Regions from separate parts of the Oryzias latipes genome. Here region 2 is linked to region 1. Evidence: chromatin contacts called from public Hi-C data. All regions are on one chromosome and are shown on one strand. The core of a region is the stretch at or near the end of the contact, and the rest is flanking DNA. Distances in the headings are between cores, read along the strand shown.

Region 1 (5,289 bases), core at 731-3,230:
TTGACCATTTTTCCTACCTCAGTGGCAGATTTTTGGTTTAGTTCTCCAATTTTTGGATCTATTGTAAAATCGCTCCCAGTGGTTTTTTAATTATGATTATGCCGCTTTTTAGCCAAAATCTAAAATCAAGTTCCAGGACATACTTTCTGTAAGTATTAGTTGATTTGAACACGCCTCTGAATTGTGGGCAGGACTGTTGGCGCAGAGTAAGCCTGTCCAAACTTCCCATTATCTGTTTATTTACGTGTTCTCCCGCTAGCTTACAGCCACCGATACCCCTAGTCTAACATTACTGGTGCAACTACATGGCGAGAAGTACTGCGGCTGTCATGGATCTATTTGTCTAAAAGAATACCCAGAAATATAATTTTAAGCTTAATTTTGTCATATATATCATCTATCTTCAGAAAAAGGCCACAAAAAAATGTTAAAACACAATTTTCATTGGAGTGGGGCTTTAAGGAAAATATTTCACATTCAGAATTCTTTCATTTGTTTCTGGGGGGACTGTTTTGGCTGTGCAGCGCCCCCTAAGGGGCATCTCTTGTAAGTGTAGGATGCTTCTATGTAAAGGAGTTTTCTCTCAGTGGTACATTGTGAAACCAAAGCACACCTTCTGTGTTTTTTCCACCCAATAAAGCTTTAACATCCTGAGCTTTGGAGCAGCTCCCCCCCCCCGCCCCCACACACACCTCCACCCTGATTTGGCATCTTTAGGTCAAGTGGAAAATTCAACCAACTTCCCGTTTGCCATAACTATGAAACCATTCATAAAAAGAAGACATGTTCTCCCTCACCTTTCCCCGTTGCCCTCCAGTTTAACCTGCACTACAGGTGTGTGACTCATCATCATCATCCTCATCATCTCACCTGGAGACACCTGCGTCTTCCGTTGAGGGGGCGAAAAGCAGCACATGCAGGATCAACGGAAGCTTCCCGATGCCCCGGGGCGGCGGAAGAGCGGGGCATCAGTGCAATCAGATGATGCAATCCCACAACGCGGTTACGTGCGGGAGCACGACACCATGCAGACCGTTGCGTCAGAAAAAAACCAAACAAACAAACACGGGTGCAATTCATTAAAACGTGACGTGACAATGAATCAGATTTTTTTTTTACAATAACTGGGACATTTTTGTGCATGGGCTGCGACCGGGAGTGGGTGGGGGTTAATGGCGGGACACTCCAACCCTCGGCGAGTGGGAATGAGAGAAACGTGTCTGTGGTCATGTCAGGCTGATCCGATTCCTATTATTACCCCAAGAAGAAAAAAAAAAGGGGGGGGGGGCAATTAAAACAGGACATCTCCTGAGAGGAGTCCAAAAGCTGGCTGGAGCGCACGCATACCACGGTCCTGAGATGACCCCCCCCCCCCCTCCAGAAAAACAAAAACTCATTTTGGAGCAGCTATTTTTGTAACTTAGGGCTCATTGTCCTTCCGCGGAGCTTGATCATGTCGCGCCAGGAGCCCTTTGCGCGCAACGTGGGCGTGCGTAATTTGCGCAAATTATGCCCAAAACTCTCCATTATTTCCTGGATCTATTTGTTTTTGTTTTAAATATGTTTGTATATTGAGGCAGGGGGACATATAATCTCATATAAATTGACACTGAATTCAGGGACTGCCCCAAAATGAACTTATTAATTGATTATTTAAAAAAAATAAAGACGCGTGCAGATCATCCACTCCTCTGAAGCTTTTGGAAGCAGAGGGTTTTGTTAACTGGTAAACCAGTTAAAAAGTAGCACCCTAGTGAGGAATAAGGGGGGAGGGGGTGATCGCAACATCAAACACTGGTGTCGTCACCCGTAGGTCGTACGTGCCAAGTGCCCGCCTGCTCCAAAATAAATATTGACGTGATAGATAGTTGTATTCAAATGAGCGGCATGACCGGACGCGAGCGGGCCAATCAGAGCGCACTGTCTCATTACACCTTCTTTTCAGAAATCATTCATAACGCCGATGCGTCAAACAGTCATAGAGGGCCGGCTATAAATACGGCTGTGCGCGGCGCAGAGTTAGACATTTCTCTAAGATCCAAGGAAAAGGCAGCACAGTGCCGCGGGGAATCTGACCGGCTCCTTCATCTGATCACTCCGTCTGACCTGCTCTCCGATCCATATTCCACGCTGAGTGTCTTATCATGCCGGCAATGGCTGGATTACATGTGAGGCGCGTCGTGGTGGCGGCGCTGTGCTGCGCTGCGCTCGCCGCGGTCACGCTGGGGTCCCCCATGGTGGGGCCAGAGCCGTTCCGCTGTGCACCGTGCACCCCGGAGCGGCTGAGCCAGTGCCCCGCGGTGGCGCCCGGATGCGCAGAGGTGCTGCGGGAGCCCGGTTGCGGATGCTGCCTCGCCTGCGCGCTGAAGCGCGGGGAGATGTGCGGGATCTACACGGCGCCGTGCGGCTCCGGACTCAAGTGCACCCCAAGACCCGACGACCCCCGGCCGCTGCACTCCCTGACCCGCGGACAGGCCGTGTGCGCGGAGGTGACCGTGCAGGAGCCCATCCCGGAGCTCCAGACGCAAGGTAGGCCCCGTGATTCCACCCCCTCCTCCTCCTCTTCCCCCCTTTCCTCTTCACTGCTGCACCTTTGCGCTTCATTCCATCTTCTTACTCATCTTCCTTCACGTCCCTCCATCAGATCAGGAAGAGTCGGAGGCGGAGATGGACAACACAGCCGGCATCCCGGACACCGGCCTCTACCTCGCCGGTCTCAGTAAACCCTACGACCCGCGCGCGGCCGCAGACGCCCAGGAGAGCATGAAAGCCAAACTCATCGCCATCCGCAAGATCTTCCCTGAGCAAGTAAGTGCTTTGGTCTTCCTAAAAGCGCGCCTTTCCAAAACTTTTGGGGGAAGATTTGGGAGATAGGTGGATGAGCCACAAGGGGGAGCACGTGCGCTTTTTAAAAATTTTTAAACAGTAAAAAAAAACTGCTGTAGTGTTGCTGCCAGCAGATCCCACACTTATTCGGCCTCTTCCATCAAACAGGGTCCCTGTCTCCTGGAGCTGCAGACCGCCATGGAAAAAATAGCCAAATCCCAGCAAAAAGCTGGGGACAAATTGACCAGATTCTACCTCCCAAACTGCGACAAGCGCGGCTTCTACAAACCCAAGCAGGTTGGTCTGAGGTTCAAACAGCTCTGACAGTGAGGGTGATGGATATCAGCCATCTAAATGTCTTGTTTCCTTTCTCTTCACCTCTGCAGTGTGATTCCTCTCTGGATGGCCAGAGGGGTCCCTGCTGGTGCGTCAACTCCTGGAATGGCAAGAAGATTTTAGGTTCCACCGACCTGCCTGCAGATGCCGAGTGTCCTTAAAAGAGAAAGAAAAAACAAGAACAAAAGAAGAAGAAAGAAGCCACTGATTTAACCTTTTTTTGGTTTATTTAATAAGCTTTGTCTATGTTTGATTCAGGTACACTGTCCATGTGAGACGGGGGTCCCAGCCACCCCGAAACCCCTTCATTCCTTTATCCTGCACCCGTCCCAAAGAGAAAAAAAATCTATTTTGTTTGTTCTGAAAAGGAGATTTTATATTGATGCGTTTATTTCTACTCTTCAGTCTTATTTATTTTAGTGCATTTTATTTGGTATTTGTAATTATTCACGAGTATTTATATCTTTTTTTTTGCCTTTTTGTTATTTTTTTAAATATTATTTTTAAGCATGTATAAAGTGTATATATGGATTTTGGCCCTGAGAAACTCTGCTTTTAAGTTGCTCTGCCCTTATGGAGTTGTTTCTAGGTTTTGGTTTGTGACAAACCAAGAAAGATAAAGAAAAAAAAAAGCACTGAGTGACCAAAAGTCATTAATGATTCTTTTTTTAGCCATTGTTTCCTTCTGTTACATTGTTAGCCTTTATTTCCTCATGCGATACATCAGCTGCCGTTGGTCGATACAAAACTCCTCTTAGAGAATCCTCTGCAGGCTCAGAAAACATTTCCCATGCTTCCATGGGGCTGCAGATACAGATAGGCACAGGAAGGTGGCCGCTCACTGTGCCACCTCTCAAACGGGTATTTCTACATGTACCTACCTCCGATATTTACATGTCTGCTGCCAGTAGTGTTGCTGTGTCTGTTGGGAAACAAACAAGATTTGCTACTTTGACACCTTCTCTATATAGGCCAAGAACACATGACCACAAAAAGCGGGCGCCACAGTGAGCTGAGGCGGCTCTGCTACATGCTGCTGTTGGGGGAGAGAATTGTTGTTTGTGTGAGTCGATTCCAAAGTGGCTAACAGCTCACTTGTGTGTATGTACACTTTTGTAACTGAGATGTAATGTAAGAAATAAGTGATATATTTAATAAAAACAATAGCCTCATGCTCATTGTGTTTTTTATTTTAACTTTCTGTACACATAAATTGTTTAAACAAGAAAACATATGAAAAAAGCCCACAAATATGTAAATATTTGATGCTATGGATTAAATTCTTGGTGGTGTCATTTATAAGGTTCCAATATAGATAAATACGGGCTTTAAAGTGGCACATCAGTGGCCTCTGGTGGAACCCAAGAGTATAACCTTTCTAAAAATAAAAATCCACAAAATAAATCAACAAAATGTTTATCTGACACATTTAAATATTACGGTGGCCCTGAAGGGCCAATCACACCAACAGATCACTCAACACAAAAACATGTTAAAGTTCAAGTAAAAAAGCAGAACAAATAATAATAAAAAACAACATCATATTCTAGAAATCAAAATAAAATCCCCCCCAAATGATTAAACTATGTGGGGGAAAAAGTGATTTTTGAAAATCAAAATGAAATGTAGGTACTCTGGGAAATCACTGATTCAAGGATGATGTTTTTTTTTTTTTAATGTGTGCATACTATTTATTAAAATATCAGTAAAGAGCATCTCCAGTGTCATTTCAAGCCACATAACATGCAGTTGAAATAATGGACAAAAGTCATCGTCCAATCAGTAATCAGCAAAGTTTGCAATCAGCCATTAACCATGTCAGTAATGTTAGCAATGGAATGTTAAAAAGCGAAACAAAGAAACCAGAAAATGTAGGTACTATGGGACATTTGCTGATTGATTTGATTTGATTTTATTGATTTATTTCAAACATTGTAGTCAAAGCAATAAATAATTTACACATATTTATCAAACTCATTACAGAAATGATGAAATGCATAGATTAAAAAGACAGAAAATAAAACAAAACACAAACCTCATTTGAATCACATTTGCTTAATTAAATACAGTGATCATTAACTGAAGTATAAGTAGAGTTTGATTTATTGCTTGAAAAGGAGTGGGAAG
Region 2 (5,289 bases), core at 1,738-4,237, 160 kb after region 1:
TCACATGTGAACAGCTCATCACACCCCAACAATGAGAAGTTCATCTCTATCTCAAAGTATTGAACCAGAGGTTTTTGTTTTTACGTTATCAGTCTCTCTTCATCAATTGGTATGCTTGACCCACTTTTCTGGCCGGTTTCATCTCAGCTTGAATCTTTGCTGCATGGAGACTCTGATCTCGTCAGTGTCACACATTGATTCTTCTTGTTTTCAGCCATTGTCTTACAGATTTGCTGCTATGTCATGAACTATTGCCTCATTCCATAAGGTGTATAGGACAATTTTCAACATTGGGTTTTATTTAATTAATTTAATTTTAATGTTTAATTTGGTAAAGCTGTATTTTAAAAAAATGTATATTTTTTATGTTTTTAATTTTCTTCTTGTATTGTTTTATGTACTAGAATGTACTTTTAATACTAAAAAATGGTTGGTGCTTCCTTTGAAAGACCCTGTTTTAATTTTGCATGTTTATCAAGCATCAATGAAAGTTTTTCTATGATTTTATTGTTTGGTTTTCCTGTTTGACAAAATAGAGGACACATGTTTTGAAAAAATTCCGCATGAATGAGGTTTGTTGGTTCTTAAATCGAAAAAAAAGCAGTCTGCATTTGTGTATATTCAAACAGTAATACACAGACTAGTGTGTAAATAAAGGAAAACTGGTGTGGATTTTTCATGCAGATCAACCCTATTTGCAATAAACCAAAGAAGGAATCTTCCTAACTAAGCTAAATTCCTTTTGGGGTTCCAGGACTGCTGGAGCTAATCCAGCAACTGTTAGATGAAGGTGGGGTACGGCCTAAACAGGTCAAATATCTGCTGCAGGGCTGCCCACTACCCACACCAAAGGGCAATTTAGAGACACCTTTTAACCTATGAATCGATGTTTGGACTGTTGGAGGAAGCCAGAGGTCCCGGGGAAAACCCAATCATGAATAAGAAGAACACGCAAACTACACACAGAAAGGTCCCAGCCGGGACTTGAACCACGGTGATTCCCCTGACCACTGTCACACAGCCCTGTTGTTTGTTGTTGTTCACCTTTCAGGATATCCTTTCAGGTGGTGCCACAGCATGTCTGCTTCCACTGATTCACACTAGTGGTTTGGCAAAGAGTTTAATACCTTCATCTGGGCTGGGGACCTGCACAGGGAGATCGGAGCACCCTCGTGGCTATAGTTAGGCCGCAAAGGCTCTTACCCAAGGACCCACACTGGATTCAGCTCATGCACCCTGAGGAATCAAACCCTGGTTGCCCATGTGCCAGTCCTGCCTGTGCTTAACCAACTGAGCTATCCGGGATGTAAGGAACTGCTTTCATGTTGATTTTTATTTTTAATAACTTGAATGTTTTGCAGTGAGATTAAGACATTTATTACTGTAGTTGTGTTTGCAGGGTTCACATATAGTGGGAAAAGTTTCACCTGTGTCATTCATGGCCCCAGGTTTTTACTTGTGTTTACAGATCTTTTTCTTCTTATCAGTGTTTCTGTGTATGGGGAAAAAAAAGATAGTTCTTACGTTTTGACAGTTACCCAAATAAAAGCTGGGGGTGTGTAAGCTTATTTGTCCAGCTGAGGGTCTAATTGCGAGGGTCTAAGTGTTCCTCCAAAACGGCTTAGGCTGAAGTGGGCTTACACAAAATGTGTAAAATACAGACTACATGCCATTTAAACAACACAACATGCCTATTTTTCATATAATCCAGACTTGTTGAGTCCACATTGTTGCTTTTACAATTTTTTGTTTTACTATTTTCTTGAAAGAATAGATGTATACTTAGGTTTCCCTCTGCTTTGTTTTTCTATGTCAAATACTAACAAACATTTCTTTTTGGATGTTTTTATTCATTTTTAAATGGTGTTTGTGGAGGACAAACATTATTTGAATAAAGTTCATGCAAAAACATGCAAAAACATTTTAACTAAAAAGCAACAAAAAGCAAACAAACAAGGCCAGAACAACAGACATGCCTGTATGTGCAGTGCCTCGCAGGTCATCAATAAAAGTCCTCCGACAGTGTGAGAAGGGCTTACATTCACATTCATTTTGCTACATCGCTGTTTTTCCCAGAACTGCTCGACAGGGCTGGGCAGGCCATCAAAGTGAGTGACTTCATTCCAATTGTGCATTTTCTGTGCTGTTTTTCCAACAGCAGAACATCTAAATTTAAAAAGGCCTCACCAGAGGAACCAAAACAAACGGAAGTGCGCGACTCAACCACACATGTGCGTGTGCACATGCTGAAATTGGGTAGAGAGCTGCTCTGCAAAGTCCTTGAGCCCTAAACTAACCACAACTAATTATAGTCTCTATTTCCCTACTTTTAAAGGGATTTTTCTTGTCTTTATGTTTTCTTTACAGCTCCTTTGCTGCATTAAAGAGTAAATCTGATCAAAAGTATTGGAATACCGGAGAAATGAAAGTGACAGGACCCTTTCCCAGCTGTGATCTTCAATCCAAACCGTTTCCCTGCTTTGTCCTCTGCTATTATTCTTCCATGGACTAATTTCCGATTATTCCAATGTTTAAAAACATTTACTTTCATTGTTTCTTTTGCCATGCCTCTACCAGAACCTCAAGCTTAAAAAATGTTCTTTTGACACACTCAGAGACGGCGCTGTTACATCTTTCAAAAAAGGCAAGTTTGCAAACCCTAATGCAGGATTAAATGATCTTTTAAACCCTCTACAAACAGGCCTCTGTAGGCTCTTTGTCTTAAAATGTCAATAAGCTAATCTCCACAATGCAAAGGGAGACATTTTCCACTTATGATTAATCCTTCAAAGTCACATGTTCTTACCTGAGTGGGCGCCTGCATTCAAGGAAAATCTCGGGAGCAATAAAGAGCAGGTCAACGTTTGCTTGAACTTTACTGTAACGTGTCCGGACAAATAGGCCAGTTTAGCTGCAAAAGTCTTCTTTAGGTTTACGGCTCAATGAAGACGGATGAGCCAAAGTCTGTATGTGACTGATATGTAAAAAAAAAAATGAGGTGGAGACAGAGAGTGGGAGGAGGAAGCAAGGGAAAAGCAGAGCGAGAGAAATAATGTGATGAACTCCACAGTTACAACACGGCTTTGCACTTTGCCCTCTGTTGGCCTGCAAAGTGACAGCAGTCCACTGGAACACAGCCCCACAGAGGAGCACCCAGACACAAGTAGACGCTGTTCAAATGGTTTAATATGCAATTTATCTGAATTTAATAGTAAAATTATAAAAAGTTTACTGTGTGTTTCATTGAAAAAGAACACAAATAGGTTTAAAAAAAATGAAAAAGACATCCCCTGATTATGATTATTTTCATTTTTTGTTTAATTTGCACATTTAAAGCATTATTAGATTTAATGAAATTAGGATGTTTGACTTTCTGGATCAGTATAAAACATTTTACCCCCTGCAATTGTTAACAATTCAGATAATAATTTAAAACAAACAAAGCAAAGGTTTTAGCTACAATAGTGTAACTTAATTTTGATCCCATATATCAAGTTAATTTCCTAAAAACAATAAACATTTCAATGTCAAAAATGTGGATTCTTAAATAAAATGACCCAAATAGGAAAAATATTGCAAAAAAGAAAAACAAGCCACCAAAGTACAAATAATCTGTTAAAATGGTTCACATTTATTTTAATATCTTACTATGGAAATGTTTTTTTTTCCTAGTAAAACATTCTTTCAAACAATTAACAATATTGTAAAAGTTTAATCACACTTAAGGCATTGAAAATGCATTTCTTAAAATAATAAAAGAAGTTGTATTTTTTATTTCTCTCCAGTGGGTGGCGCTAAAGGACATGTAATGTTCATCATTTTAACATCTACACCTTGATAAATAGACCTAAGAAAACTTTTTTTAAGTAAATTTATGTTTGCCCTTTTTATGCATATGTAAGGTTTACTACGAAAAAATGCAGTGTCATTGTTTATATTTACCTCTGCGAGTGACAAACTTGCTTTGTCACAACTGTTAGTGTTGCCTTCAAGGGCATTTTTTCAGCATGTTAAAATTGCTTGCAACAGTCATCAGTCAGTGTTTAGATTTCATAGTAAATGTTTTTAATTAACAAAGGGACACTATGCTGGGAAAATCGGAAGAATATTAATACATCGTAAATTTATTGCTTTTATATTTAAAACACGTGAAATGCAATTGCAACGTGATTTCTGTAACTATGCTATGCAAAACATTAAGGAACTCGCAGGAATTGTTTCTTGTCAGGGGATGAAATTTGAAAATTCCGAGCTTTGTCTAACCGTAAACGTATCATAATTCATATCCAATAAGGCCCCGCCCTGTCCAGAGTGTGTCGCTGACCGCCACCCTCTTCGGGGCTCTACTGTAAAAATAGTCGCTACTTCTCTTGTCAATGGCTAACAGCTAAAAAAGCTTCCTCTCGCTTCTCGACCAGCAGGTTGGCTCCGCGCAGAGAGCTAACCGGTGCCCGGTAAAATGGGATGATGTAGCGGGATAACTCCGTTGGGGAAATGCGCAGCACCTTAGCATGCTAGAGCTAACACTCTTTTACTCCGAGAAACGACCTAGACCGAGCTAGCTGCTCGAAGCTAACGCAGGCTAACGTTCACCTGCGGTTTGTTGCTGCTACCGGACCGGCTGTTGCTACTCAACGAGCATGGAAAGTACGAATGAAAGCAGTTCTGGGGCTCCATCGGCTTCGCCAGTACCGCAGGGGACGCCCGACTCTGGCAGTGACAGTAACTCCGTGAAACCGAGCGGATTATCACCACAGCACGCTGGGAAGAGACCCTCCATCGGCGAGGATGAGGGCGGAGGCGCGGAAGCCAAACTCTTTGGGAAGGGGCTGGGAGCCACCTCCCTTCTGCAGATTGCGATAAGGAACGGGATCTACCAAAACCAGGTGGCCAGCATCGGTGGCGCGGCGAAGAACATGAGCATTCCCGCCGTGAAGTCCGGTAACGTTTACACTTTAACGTCGGCAAACAGCAGCGCATCTGTCAACTCTCTGCTGGGAAGGAGGCGCCACAGACACAAGAGGAATCTGTCTCTCGGGGCTCCGCCGACCACCAGCTCGCCCGGGGCGTCCTCCGCTGAGGCCGCCAGCCCGGCTCCGTCAGCCTCGCCGCTGAGCACCCTCAGCCTGGATAGGAAGACCTTCCTGCGGCAGAAGCAGTCCAAGCAGCTCCAGGCCGCGGATAAATCCTGGGTGAGATCGGACCTCCGGCGCGGCTGCATTCACGTCCACGACTGGCTCATGCCCTCACACCCACGGCCGGTGCTGTGCACCGTGGACACCACTGCGA

Evidence for each region. Hi-C and Micro-C count contacts between places; a contact is called where the count stands out from the background.
Region 2: a Hi-C map of embryo shows a contact between it and region 1, with 2.0 times the contacts expected there. The contact joins the promoter of LOC101166465 here to the promoter of LOC101165969 in region 1. A contact is called at or near these places in 3 of 5 Hi-C or Micro-C datasets (embryo and fibroblasts).

Annotation. Positions count from the first base shown.
Region 1 is chr4:21,536,078-21,541,366 of ASM223467v1, forward strand. It overlaps LOC101165969 (insulin-like growth factor-binding protein 1), which reads left to right and starts at 1,981. Exons shown (of 4, transcript XM_023954395.1): 1 at 1,981-2,529; 2 at 2,645-2,808; 3 at 2,995-3,123; 4 at 3,213-4,336. The coding sequence starts at 2,145. The coding sequence ends at 3,323.
Region 2 is chr4:21,696,313-21,701,601 of ASM223467v1, forward strand. LOC101166465 (tensin-3) reads right to left here and starts at 2,988. Exons shown (of 27, transcript XM_020702551.1): 1 at 2,807-2,988. LOC101166954 (PH domain leucine-rich repeat protein phosphatase 1) reads left to right here and starts at 4,272. Exons shown (of 17, transcript XM_023954400.1): 1 at 4,272-5,289. The coding sequence starts at 4,641.